2 separate regions of the Xenopus tropicalis genome follow, and region 2 is linked to region 1. The links are chromatin contacts, called in public Hi-C maps. All regions are on one chromosome and are shown on one strand. Each heading gives the region's core, a stretch centred on a gene start, on an enhancer-like site or on the middle of the called end of the contact. The rest is flanking DNA. Distances are from core to core; before and after follow the strand shown. Region 1 overlaps dlgap1 (discs, large homolog-associated protein 1). Region 2 has its middle 28 kb from the start of tgif1.

Region 1 (6,012 bases), core at 1,376-3,875:
ACGTACCAGGTTCTCTTCGCAAAGCTCACGGAACTGATAGAACTTCTGGGACATCAAAAGCTGGGCACAGCCAACAGCACTGCGAATCTTGTCTAAAACTAAAACAACAATAAGATTAGTCTTTTCTGTGGATCACAAATACACTGTACACCCAAATCTTAAATGAACTCTGTTTAGAGTAAAACATGTGAACTGTCTGACAACAATGTGTAATGGTGAGTAATGTAGCCTAGTTCTGAGAATGACTGATTTTACTGCTCTTCTTAAAGTTATAGCTGCCTCTCTGCTCATGTCTAGGGTGGGTAGAACTCTCTGGCAGTATGGGACCTGTTATCCAGAATGCTCAGGACTTGAAGTTTTCCAGATAAGGGGTCTTTTTGTAACTTGGATCTACCTACTTTAAAGGTGGCCATACACGTAGCAATTACGATCTTTCCTGCGACCATTGGTTCTCCCACTAACATTCAGGGCTGAATCGTCAGATATGAAGGTAGAAACAATAGGAATTCTACCTCCACCTGCAGATTTAGCCCTAAAAGTAGATTTTTCTTGGGCGCCTTCAACGGTGCCCAATCAAAATCTTTCAACCCGCCTGATCAACGAAACGACTGATATCTGCAGCTTTTGCAATATTGGTTTCGTGCGATAATATCTTGCGTGTATGGCCAGCTTAAGTCTACTACAAACATCATTTAAACATTAAATAAACCAAATAGCATTGTTTTGCCTCCATTGAGGACTAATTAAATCTTAGTTCAAGTACATGGTACTGTTTTATTATTGCAGAGAAAAAGGAAACCATTTTGAAAAATTTTAATTATTTGATTAAAATGGAGTCTATTGGAGATTGCCTTCCCTTAATTTGGAGCTTTCTGGATGATGGGTTTCTGGATAAGGGAACCCATACCTATACTTACAAGATAGACTCTGCTTCCTTTCTTAAAAAACACAGCATTTCACTTTTGCTTTCTGGCTTAATACAAACTCTGGAAAGAGCAAATGTCTCACAAAACACATGATAAGATCACTTACCCTTTATAAAAAAAAGGCTAGTCTAATTCTAAGGTGGCACATGTTCCAGTTTCAGTCAGTGGAGTACATTCAGGACTACCAGTGTATGCACCAAGGGGCAGGTATATATTTTTTTTTATCATATTTAGCCAACCCAAGCATACCCCTGGTAGGATTCCTTACAGGGGCTAAATATTACTATCCGCACTATTCGCACATGTTATAAACTATAGATATTTGTATATGCTATGCATGGAATGTATTTATGTCCAGAGGACTTTGTAGAAACTTGGCTTGATAGCTAAGCGCATCCTAGAATCTGCTAAAGAATAATAGAATAGAATTTCTAGAATGTAGGCATAATAAATAATGAAAGGAATAGAAAGTTTGATTAATATTTAACACAAGACATGAGGTATAACTGATAAACTTATCAACAAAACACTACCACAACAATAAAAGTTACATTCTAAAATACCTTCTGTTTTTAAATGAAATGTCTAGTTTTAGGCCACATATTTTGCAAGCATGTGTTACTAAGCACTATCAGTGCCCCTCAGCAGGTGGAACAATGGTGAGGAGTCAGGATGAGCAGACAATTCTACCTCTGACTCACTTTATGCCCTAAGCACAGAACACACTTGTTAATACCTTGTAAAGTTTGTCACTCAGGTCCTAGAGTTACTGCTGAGTAGTACAATGGGGGACTAGTGGGGTTTCCTCTTTAACCTCTCCACAATCAGACTATTACTTATGCAATTGAACAGGGCTGTCCACCTAGAGGCCCATGGCCTGGATGTAGTCTGTAAAATAGATTTTAACTGCCCCCAGCATGCCTGAAATCTCCCTAAACTTTGTATTACATTATAGTTTAATATAAAATACAGCACCCAAACATGAAATAGTGGATTACACCTTTGGGCAACATTGCCATAGAAGGTGCTCCTCTCTTAACTCTGTTCTCCTTTCCACGACCCACAACTAAAGTTGTACAGGATAAAGTCACACCAGAAAATGTATCTGTTTTTATCCTCTCTGGAAAAAGAAAGTATATTTATATTCTTAATATCTGTGTGATCCCATTTTAAGGTAGAAGTTTAGGGCTAACTGAGGTGATTGCAGTTGACCAAAATGACAAATACCAATTGTAGATAAAACACTGACAAATCTCCTGGTGTGACATTAGCCCCCAGCACCACCCATATAGGATTGTCACTGTGTCACACTGTGTAATTAAATAAATGACAATGTACAGTACTTCATAGAAACCTCTTGTTAGAACAAGTGTCTTGCCTTGTAAGTATGATCTAATCAAATAGCCTAAAACCTTGCCCATTCTGCTTTTTAATACAATATGTTTTATATTTATTATATTGGGTAATATAAGTGTTCACAATAAAATACACATTCCTGAAAAGGCTTCCTCTGTGGAATGTAGGCCGTTGAGTTGCGCGGTGCACTTTCACAAGCAGTTTGTATTTCTAGCTGGGAATACAATTATTCAATCTATCAAGCAGTTTATTTGCCAGTGAGATAATGGAGCCCAGATCCTTGCAGCGTTACAGGCTGTTGTCAGGTTGTAATGAGCTCGGCCGGAGGAGCAGCTGTTCCACACAAGGGCTGCTTTGTCCCACAAAAGCCTGGATCATTTTACTGGGAGTGGCATGAAAAACAGGCCTTGTGCGCTGCGACTCCAACTGACATCCAAATCTTTCTTTTCTAGGACTTCCTCATTAAACTCTAATAGGAGTTTATAGTACGTGGTTATTTTACACATTTTATTTACAACTATATATAGAGTTATATACATAAATAAATACACATTTATGTCAGTAACCATCCATGCATATAAAAGCAAAGTTACACAGGGATATCTTTTTAAAGGGATATAACACCATTTTCCTTAAGGGTACCACTATATACGCTGCATGATAAAAGAAATGATTTATTTTGTTCATTTTATGAATTTCATTAATTTATTTTAATTTGAGCGTGCCCTGATCAAGACTTAGGTCTAAGACATTTGGGCTCATTTATAAAGACTGGGCAAATATGCACTTGGCCAGTTACCCATGGCAACCAGTAAAATGTTTGCTTTCATTGTTCAACCTGCAGCTGGCGGAAAAAAAGCCAGTAACTGGTTGGTCGCTATTGGTTACTGCACATGTGCAAATTTGCCCAGTGTTTATAAATGAGCCCCTATATTTTCAGTGTCACTATATTTGTATCATGTATGTTCATTTTCATTAATTCCCTATTATTAACAAACAAACAGGACACATATAGACAGATTTATCAATGTAAGAAGAGGACATTCAACTGTTATTGTCACCAGGGAAAGGAAACTTAAATTGCTTAATTGTTTTAAGTTTTTGCTGAGATTTTTCACTTAATGGGTAATTTAATGTTTTGCCTTTTAAATCATTCTTTATATTTCATTTTATTTATGTGTTGTTTTTTAACTTACTTTAAGTAAAAGTAACAGTAACAATGAAATTGTAGACTTAATAGTTTTTTGGCTGCCGGGGTCAGTGACCCCAATTGGAAAACTGGAAAGAGTGCGAAGAGGAAAGCAAATAATTCAAAAACGATAAAAATGTAAAAGATGAATACCAGTTGAAAAGATGCTTAGAATTAGACATTCTATAATGTACTAAAGGGTAACTTAAATGTGAACCACACCTTTAAGCATCTAAGAGTTTTCACATAGAACAAAAACATTTTCAGCACCAGTTTGGCTCGATCAACTGATGGGATCCTGAGCAGCCTTGGAACAATTCTGCCATAGGGGAAAAAGGCTCAACCCTTGATGAATTTTCCCTTTAGTGCCACTATCGCTCTTTGATTTTCTATTGAAGGCAAGAATACTGAGTGGGAATGTGAATCTCAGATAATTATGAAAGTATAAACATAAAACCACTGTTTTACTACATTTAACAGCAGATTTCATTCCTTTATATTATTTTCCCCTATTTTGTAAATGTTTGAGATCTAGAAATCGAGGGTACAAATCAAAATAATTGGAAGGCATTACAATCCTATTTGTTCTTTAGTCTAAAGTGTCACATTGATGCTAATTTACTGTATTTCTAAGTAAAAAAGCAGCCTAATATAAATTTCTGTTTGCAGGAAAGCCTCCTACAATGTCCACGTGTATTAACAATTGCAGCTATTTTATTCCGTCTTTGAAATGTTTCCGATATCTCAAATGGAAAAATGGCCTGTAGTATGAGGGTTTAAAAGGATAAACAAAAACAGACTAAAATAACAGTAATTTTACTCTATCTTGTCTAATGGCTCTACTTATTATAATAAGGTCTAAAATCACTTACAGTTACATCTACCTTTAAAATAGCAGTCATTTTGTAGAATTTGTAAGCTAAAAAAAATTCCAATGTCCAATATCCTGTGGCTAAACTTCATGTCATGACAGAAATCCTCAAAGATGGTTAGATGATACTTGCATTTGTGAGATTAGCAAGAATTATTTACAGGGGGAAAGTACAATTCACTTGGTACCGTTGGGTTACCATGTTGGCCACTGATATGGTCAGGCTGAATGACCAGGCCTTCACATGTATGATCAGTAGAACTTCTATATTATCTGATTTGAATGATGTGAAATATAAAAGAAGGCTTACTATAAGGAATGAATCCTTTTTAATAAATAAGAGTAATACCTAAATTTAGTCATTGCTTGAATTTTGAAACTTTGAATCATTCATATAAATGGCAGTTTCATAAATGTTTGCCTTGGTAGAGGAATTCTCCATGGACTTTACCCAAACAGAAACTCTACTGATCATATACTCTTCTATAGGGAATAAAATGGAGAATAACCCTTACTTATGACTGGGGTATAGATTGTTACAATTTTTCCTTTCACTGCAGGCAAAAGTTAATGATAAATACTCACTGGGATCAGGTAGATCATTTTCATGTTCCTCTCTCTTCATTTGCTGGCACCAGCCCTCCATTCGGTCTTTTTCTGCCTGAAGAAGCTTTAAAAACCAATGTCCATCTCTGTGGCAAACTGATCTGTGCACAGCTTCCATTGGGTCTTCTGTAATGGAGTCAATCCATGGGTCAGGAGGTGGTAATATGGAAGGATCAAAATCAGCATCAAAGTCCTCCTCTACTGCACAAGCATGGTAATGGTTGCCTGAGCCCTGGATGCTTACTGTAGAGGTACAAGCATCTCGGGAATACTGCTTTGCCAGTGGCCTACTGAACTGGAATTCCTGGTCAGCCAGTTCCACTGGGCATTCAAAATGCTCCCTGAGATCCAGATCTGCTTGCACGGCAGCAGTAACACTGTTAGACCGGGTCAGTCTGCGCAACCTTAAAGGAACAGGTCAAACATTTTGTTAGTCATGTTCTCAATTGCCAGTGTATATAAAACCTATTCTAGTTTTTCATCAGTTGTATATTTTTCTAGTTATAAGCATTCTTTTTATGCTTTATTCTGGGCTGCAACTGAGAATGCTATCTGGTTGCCAGAGTCACTAACCCTGGCAACCATATTTTGCTTATATATCTGTTCATGCCCTCTTTTATTCATTTTCTGTTCTGAACCCCTATCTGCTATGGTGAGTAGAGCAATTAAAGGCGTAGTAAACAGAAAGGACAATATAAATAATTTTCTTTTTAAATGAAGACCAGTTGTGTTAGAAAACCCCTGTCTTCTTTGTATTAAGAGTTAAGATAAACTGTGTAATTGCTGGTTTTGAGGGAGGACCTTAATCAGGTTTATTACTGGGCAGACCAAGGGCCATAAAAATAGTTTGGGAGGCCATAACTTGCCTGTGGGCCTCTAGCTGGACAGCCCTGCAAAGCATGCTACATTTGTATAACACATTGCTGAACCTATCATTGGATTAATACAAGTAGACCTGACACTGCTACACAAGAATAAGCACCTAATTCTGGCCTTGTTCCATGGGCTCCTGCTTGCTGTACGACGTACTGCTGTCCTGTTTTTCAAGCAACCTACCAAAATAT
Region 2 (6,012 bases), core at 1,381-3,880, 69 kb before region 1:
CTTCTGAGAGCAGGAAGTCTGACACAGAAGATAATGTATGCAGAATAAAAGGAGATGATGTTCCTTTTAACTGAGGGCTCAAAGTCTCAGTTCTGTAATTGTTTATGGTTGTATTTACATAGACCCTTCTAATAAAGCTTGCTATGTTTTTACCTTTCCTTCTCCTTGAAAACACCTGGGAATGCAGGAAAGGGAAAACCTAGTGCTGAAAACTGACCATTACATTGAAGGTTATGGGACTTGGGAATTATAGTGAAGGTGCTATAAGGTCATCTATTTGAGAAGTAGGGCAGAGTGCATAATGGTATATGGTAATATGATACATTATCCTAACAATGACGGAATCGTTTGTTACAGAGCAGGTTTCCTAAAGTTTTTCACACACCCTCTTTTTACACCTCTGGCTATAAACTCTGCAATTACAAAAGCTGCCACAGAAAGCATGAAGGAGAAACTCAGGGACTTTAAATGATCTGTTTTTATAATATTATTGTTGGAGTATAATTGCACAATTGTAGATGACCTGTAAAATATAAAAATGTAATCAGCAAGTTTGTGTACCTCTTTAATAAGAGTACCCGGTGATGTTTGGAAACTACAGGAAATTGCATTGCTGTAACATTTTCTGGATAACAGGTTTCCAGATAATAGAGATATACCTCAGCTTTTAAGCCCACAAGCGAAAGAATTTCAGAATGGGGGTGTGTGTTGCTGAAGTAGTTTGTCATTTGGATAGCATTTAAGTTAGAAAATAGAGTTATACCTGTCTTGCTGGTGTCTGTTGGGTAGGAGTGTGCAGCTGATACTGTGATATAAGAAAGTGTTAAATACAAGGATGTATTACTTGGTTATTACATTGTTATTGTCTGCATAACATGCAGGACATCTTCCATGACATCAATCACTGTACTGCCACCAGAGGGAGCCAAAACAGAGGATTGTATTAAACAGATTTCCCTTCAGCACAAAGCAGTGGTGCTGGAGTCCAGCAGGCCAGGTTTTCAAAGTTTTTCATTGCTTTCAGTTAACACTTCATTTAACCAATTATGGCAGCTCAAATTACTCACTGGGAAAGTGCACTTCAGTTTGTGTTTAACTGCAGTCCTAGCCTGCTTCTGAGGACGAAATTGGGGCCCCACTAGCAAATGTTACATTTCCCTTTCTGTGACATTAATGGATAAACTGCTCTGCACACAGAGTGTTTTGTGATTTACTGATTAACTTAATCCATAGTATGAGCGCAACAAACGCATTCTAAAAATACACTGGTGACACAATAAAATAAACAGAGGTATCACATTATTTTTGCAATGAATAGCTAACATTATTAGCTTGGTACAGCTAATCATTTTAAAGGAGAACAGAGTACTCATTTTAGACCAGAACTTTGTTTTCCAAGCAAGGTGCACGGCCAGTGTAAAGGTGGCCATAAACAGTAAGATCTGATCTACATGCCCACCTAAGTGAGCCCTATGGCCAAACAATCGAATTACAACAGCGAGCATAGGTGCCATCAGACTGCATCAACGAGCCAATGCGGTCCCAGATCCAATGAAAAATCAAACCTGCACAGTCGAGATCTGCCCCAATTTAAGCCAGATATTGATCGCGGAGAGCCGTCGGGGGTGCTACATGAACAAAAAGCCCTGAACTAGCCACTTGCCCCAGAACATTTGCAGCTCTGATGTGATTGCTCCAAACTTGTGCCACTTGTTGACTGTATTTAGTGCATGAATTCAGTCGCTGTTTGTCCATGAAATGTTGTGTCACATACTTCCCTAAATTTCTGCACCCCATAGGACAGATCTGTATAATAATGCAGTAGGCATCCATTGGCCTATGCATGGGCAGCTTAAAGTAAAAGCTAAAAACAGCATGTACCTACAGAACAGAGGGCAATATATGATGGGCATGGAGTAAGAGGCACTTGAGGAGCAACTGAACTGTAAAGTAAAAATCATGAATATCAAAAGGAATGTTCTAATAATACAATGGAGGATTACAAACAGTAGGTAGAATGGTGAGATAATAACAAGGGAAGGGGAGGGAGAAGAGATCCAAGAGAAATGTGATATTTCACTAAATATACTCCACCCACAATTTCTAAAATGACAGTTATTGTTTCATTTCTGCTTTTGTTTTGCCATAGTATGTATATCACAAGTAAATACCTTCTGTTCTTTACAACATAACTTGGTCAGCAGTTAATTGGCTTGTGTATGGGACCAAAACCACAGTATTCCTATTCAGTATCTGGTTGTGGTTCGGCCATATATTGGCTGGCTGGAAATAACTTACCTAAGTTTTTTTGCATGTAAGACTAATGTCACGCGGGGCTGATTCAGAGCTTAGTGCTGATGCCAGTGTAGGGGCTAATTCTCGGCCTGTGTTTTTCCACAGGCTGTGATTCAGTCCTGATTGGCATTAGCATAAAAAAGCTTTGCCTAATTATTTTCCTGGATAGAATTCTGCATCTGGTAAGAATACATAAAGAATATGTGATTTAATCCTTACATAAGCTGTACAAGTACCTAATGGACACACAGAACAAACAAGTAGGACAAGGCCAGTGGTTCTTTCTTAAATGAGAATGGACAGTGCAGCGAGTGACAGCTGTTTATACAGCGGGCAGGAAAGGCTGGGATCATAGGGAGGAGCTGACTGATTACAGACATTCCTGTGGGTGCTCTGAGCATTGTGTTTAGTGTTTCACTACATTCTGCACAGAATTTCTTCTCAGTAATAGCACTAGAACATTGCCTTTTTATTTGCATTTATAATTATAACCAACTCAAAGGAACTGAGCAAAATAATTGTCACAATACATACACTTACATGCTAAAATATAGGCCCCAGCTTACTGTATGTAGGACTGCTAGCCAGGATACTCCTTTCCTATTTTTTACAGTTCAGACTGTATTAAAATTTTAATAAATACAATGCAGTCATACAAAGAAATCAGCAGAGCACTTGTACAGTCCTGCAGTTGTTTCATTATTATTTCCATTCTTTAAAACTTAGCCACATTCCACAGTGCATCACAGAGACTATACATCAGTCGCTGCCACAGCCATGCTTGCAATCTGACGTCCTGTCTGTATGTTTTAAACTTTAGCCTCTGGGCACTGGTGTCCAACAACAGCTGGAGGAACACTGTTTAGTGAGTCTGACACATTACAGATATAGCTGATCAATAGTTGGAGGATCTCGTATTAGCCAGAATTTTAAAAAGCTTATCAAAAGTACATAAGCGTCTCCTTAGTAAAATCATCAAACAGCAGCATCCTACTAGAGATGCCTATACCATAATGCCTTAATAGTTTAATAAACATGGAAACTAGTACATTATAAATGCTTTGGACTACATATGAATAACTACCAAATCATTTTCTGCTACTTACCATTGTAACTATTATTCTTTATTATATTCTTTATTAGACGTTACAGTTCATTACACTCTGGTTTGTTTTAGCTGGGAACACATTATAACACATTATAAAAATATATGATTACAGTTTTGTACAAAGAACTCTGCTAGGTTAGTCACAGATATACACTATATAGAGAAGTAAAAGACATTCCTTATTATTAAACAAGGGTTCTCTCTCAAAAATGAAAGACCAGTACTACAAGTATGGGATCTATTTTCTAAAATGCTTGGGACATGGAGTTTTCCAAATAAGTGTTCTTTCCGTAGATTTGATCACCATACATTTAGTATATTTAAAGGAGAACTAAGGCTTATCAAAAAAGTAGGGTAAAATGCTGCACATTATGTTTTAGGCTTCTTAATAAGCCCAAAGCAACCACAGCCCATAAGCAGGTAAGATTTATGGCACTGAATAGTAGCTCCCTATCTTCTTTTCTGCTGATACACAACACATGCTCTGTGGTGCTGTCAGTTACCTGAGCTTATGGTCTGACTCCCCATTTACTGTATATAACCATATAACAGCACAAGGCTTTTATACAGCTCATGGAACTCCGAGGTGACTTCAAATATCCTCATATTTTACAACAGGGGGTACGTTATTTATTATAATATACACGTTTCAGTGAGTTATTTGACAGAAATTACCGTATTTTTCGGACCATAAGACGCACTTTTTTCCCCCCAGAAGTGGGGGGAAAAAGTCCCTGCGTCTTATGGTCCGAATATAGCCTACAGATATACTTTAAAAAAATGTTTTTACTTGCCCGTGTGGTCTCCGTGCAGGGCCCTCCTCTATTTACCGGCGCTTAGCTCTGGCGCTGTGCGCATGCACAATGACGCGCATGCCCATACGCATGCGCGTCATTGTGCATGCGCACAGCGCCAGAGCTAAGCGCCGGTAAATAGAGGAGGGCCCTGCACGGAGACCACACGGGCAAGTAAAAAAACTTTTCTTAAAGTATATCTGTAGGCTATATCAAACTAAGGCAGCCAGAGGGACAGAGGCGCTGTGGTGCGGCGCAGAAAACCATCCTGAGGCCTGAGCAGGTAGGCTGCTTTTACAGGAAATGGGGGCAATTCCTGATTGCTGCTGCTGGTACAGATGGGGGCAATATGTTCGGTGCTGCTGATACAGGTGGGGGGCAATATGTTGGGTGCTGCTGGTACAGATGGGGGAGCAATATGTTGGGTGCTGCTGGTACAGGTTGGGTTTTAATGCACATAAAATATTTTAGGACACTATTTGTTTCATCTTTTCAATCTTTTTTTCTTCATTTCCCTTCTCTAAAAACTGGTGCGTCTTATGGTCCGGTGCGTCTTATGGTCCGAAAAATACGGTACATCACTAAGCACCGTTTATATCGATATAATTTACAGTTTGGTCCCATAGGGAAATTACCAAACTGTATATTATTATGTTTTATTATTACAGAGGATAAGAAAGTAAAACTAATTTAGTTGATACGTAAAAGGGATTCAGTCAGCACCAGATTAAGACTGCAAAGTAATCCAAAGCCTTTAACTGTTTACATTTATTACACTGTAGTATAAATAGGGATTAAAAATTTAGTCAGGCTGGCTGATTTATCGTTTTTCTAATTCAAGTTTATTTTTAAATTTTTTAACTCAACCCAAATGTTTTTTTTTTTTGCTACAATATTTACAAACCCACCAACACCCCCCCCCCCCCCAAATTGGAAAAACTTCTTCACTTTAATTTATGGGAAAAAAAGCATTATTGACTTGGTTTTAGCTGTAGAAAAAAAAATATCTTAGTTTGCTATTTTTTGCAGCAATTTTTTTAAATTTAAATGTGAAACATTTTTAAAAATCTGTGAATACGTGTACAGGTATGGGACCCGTTATCCAGAATGCTCGGGACCTGGGGCATTCTGGATAAGGGGTCTTTCCGTAAATCAGATATACTACCTTAAGTCTGCTAAAAAAATTATTTAAACAGTAATAAACCCAATAAGGATTGTTTTGGCTCTAATAAGGATTAATTATATCTTAGTTGGGATCAAGTACAAAGTACTGTTTTATTATAACAGAGAAAAAGGTAAACCATTTTTAAAAAGAATGTGAATTAGTTGGTTTAAAATAGAGTCTATGGAAGATGGCCTTTCCGTAGTTTGGAACTTTCTGGATAATGGGTTTTCGGATAAGGGGTCCGATACCTGTATATAAAAACCTGATCCATATGCCCGGAAATTGTGCCATCCCGGAAATGACATAATTTTCTTGAAGTCTGTTGCAGGTAAACTCTGTTTCTGTCCTGGATCTTATGTTCTTATGCAATTTACATCAAATTTATTCCGGAAAACTGTAAAACTGTCTTGCAAATACAGCAAATAACTGTATTGGCTTGTACAGAGATTGTGGTAAATTAACATCTAGTAAACCAGTTGCAGGATTTGGATTTGACTGTTTAGCTGAACTCAATCCAAACCCCTTTTACAGTAAAGTTCTGGACAATTATAAGTAACAATTTTTTTTTAATAATATTTTTTATTTGCTGTTAATACAAACATTAACAAAAAATAAAGGAAAACAAATAGATAAAAGAAAAAATAGGTGGG

The links. Hi-C and Micro-C count contacts between places; a contact is called where the count stands out from the background.
Region 2: a contact with region 1 is called in a Hi-C map of neurula embryo, with 2.0 times the contacts expected there. The contact joins two enhancer-like sites. A contact is called at or near these places in 2 of 5 Hi-C or Micro-C datasets (brain and neurula embryo).

Annotation. Positions count from the first base shown.
Region 1 is chr6:106,852,319-106,858,330 of UCB_Xtro_10.0, reverse strand. dlgap1 (discs, large homolog-associated protein 1) reads right to left here. Exons shown (of 10, transcript NM_001130357.1): 7 at 4,928-5,352; 8 at 7-98. Among named protein-coding and RNA genes, the nearest start is that of tgif1, 41 kb to the left of the region's middle. Within about 2 kb of position 2,625, at least 2 of the 11 cell types and tissues checked have an H3K27ac peak or open chromatin away from gene starts, as enhancers often do. A contact at or near this core is called in neurula embryo, where this site is marked.
Region 2 is chr6:106,921,324-106,927,335 of UCB_Xtro_10.0, reverse strand. No RefSeq gene overlaps it. Among named protein-coding and RNA genes, the nearest start is that of tgif1, 28 kb to the right of the region's middle. Within about 2 kb of position 2,630, at least 3 of the 11 cell types and tissues checked have an H3K27ac peak or open chromatin away from gene starts, as enhancers often do. A contact at or near this core is called in neurula embryo, where this site is marked.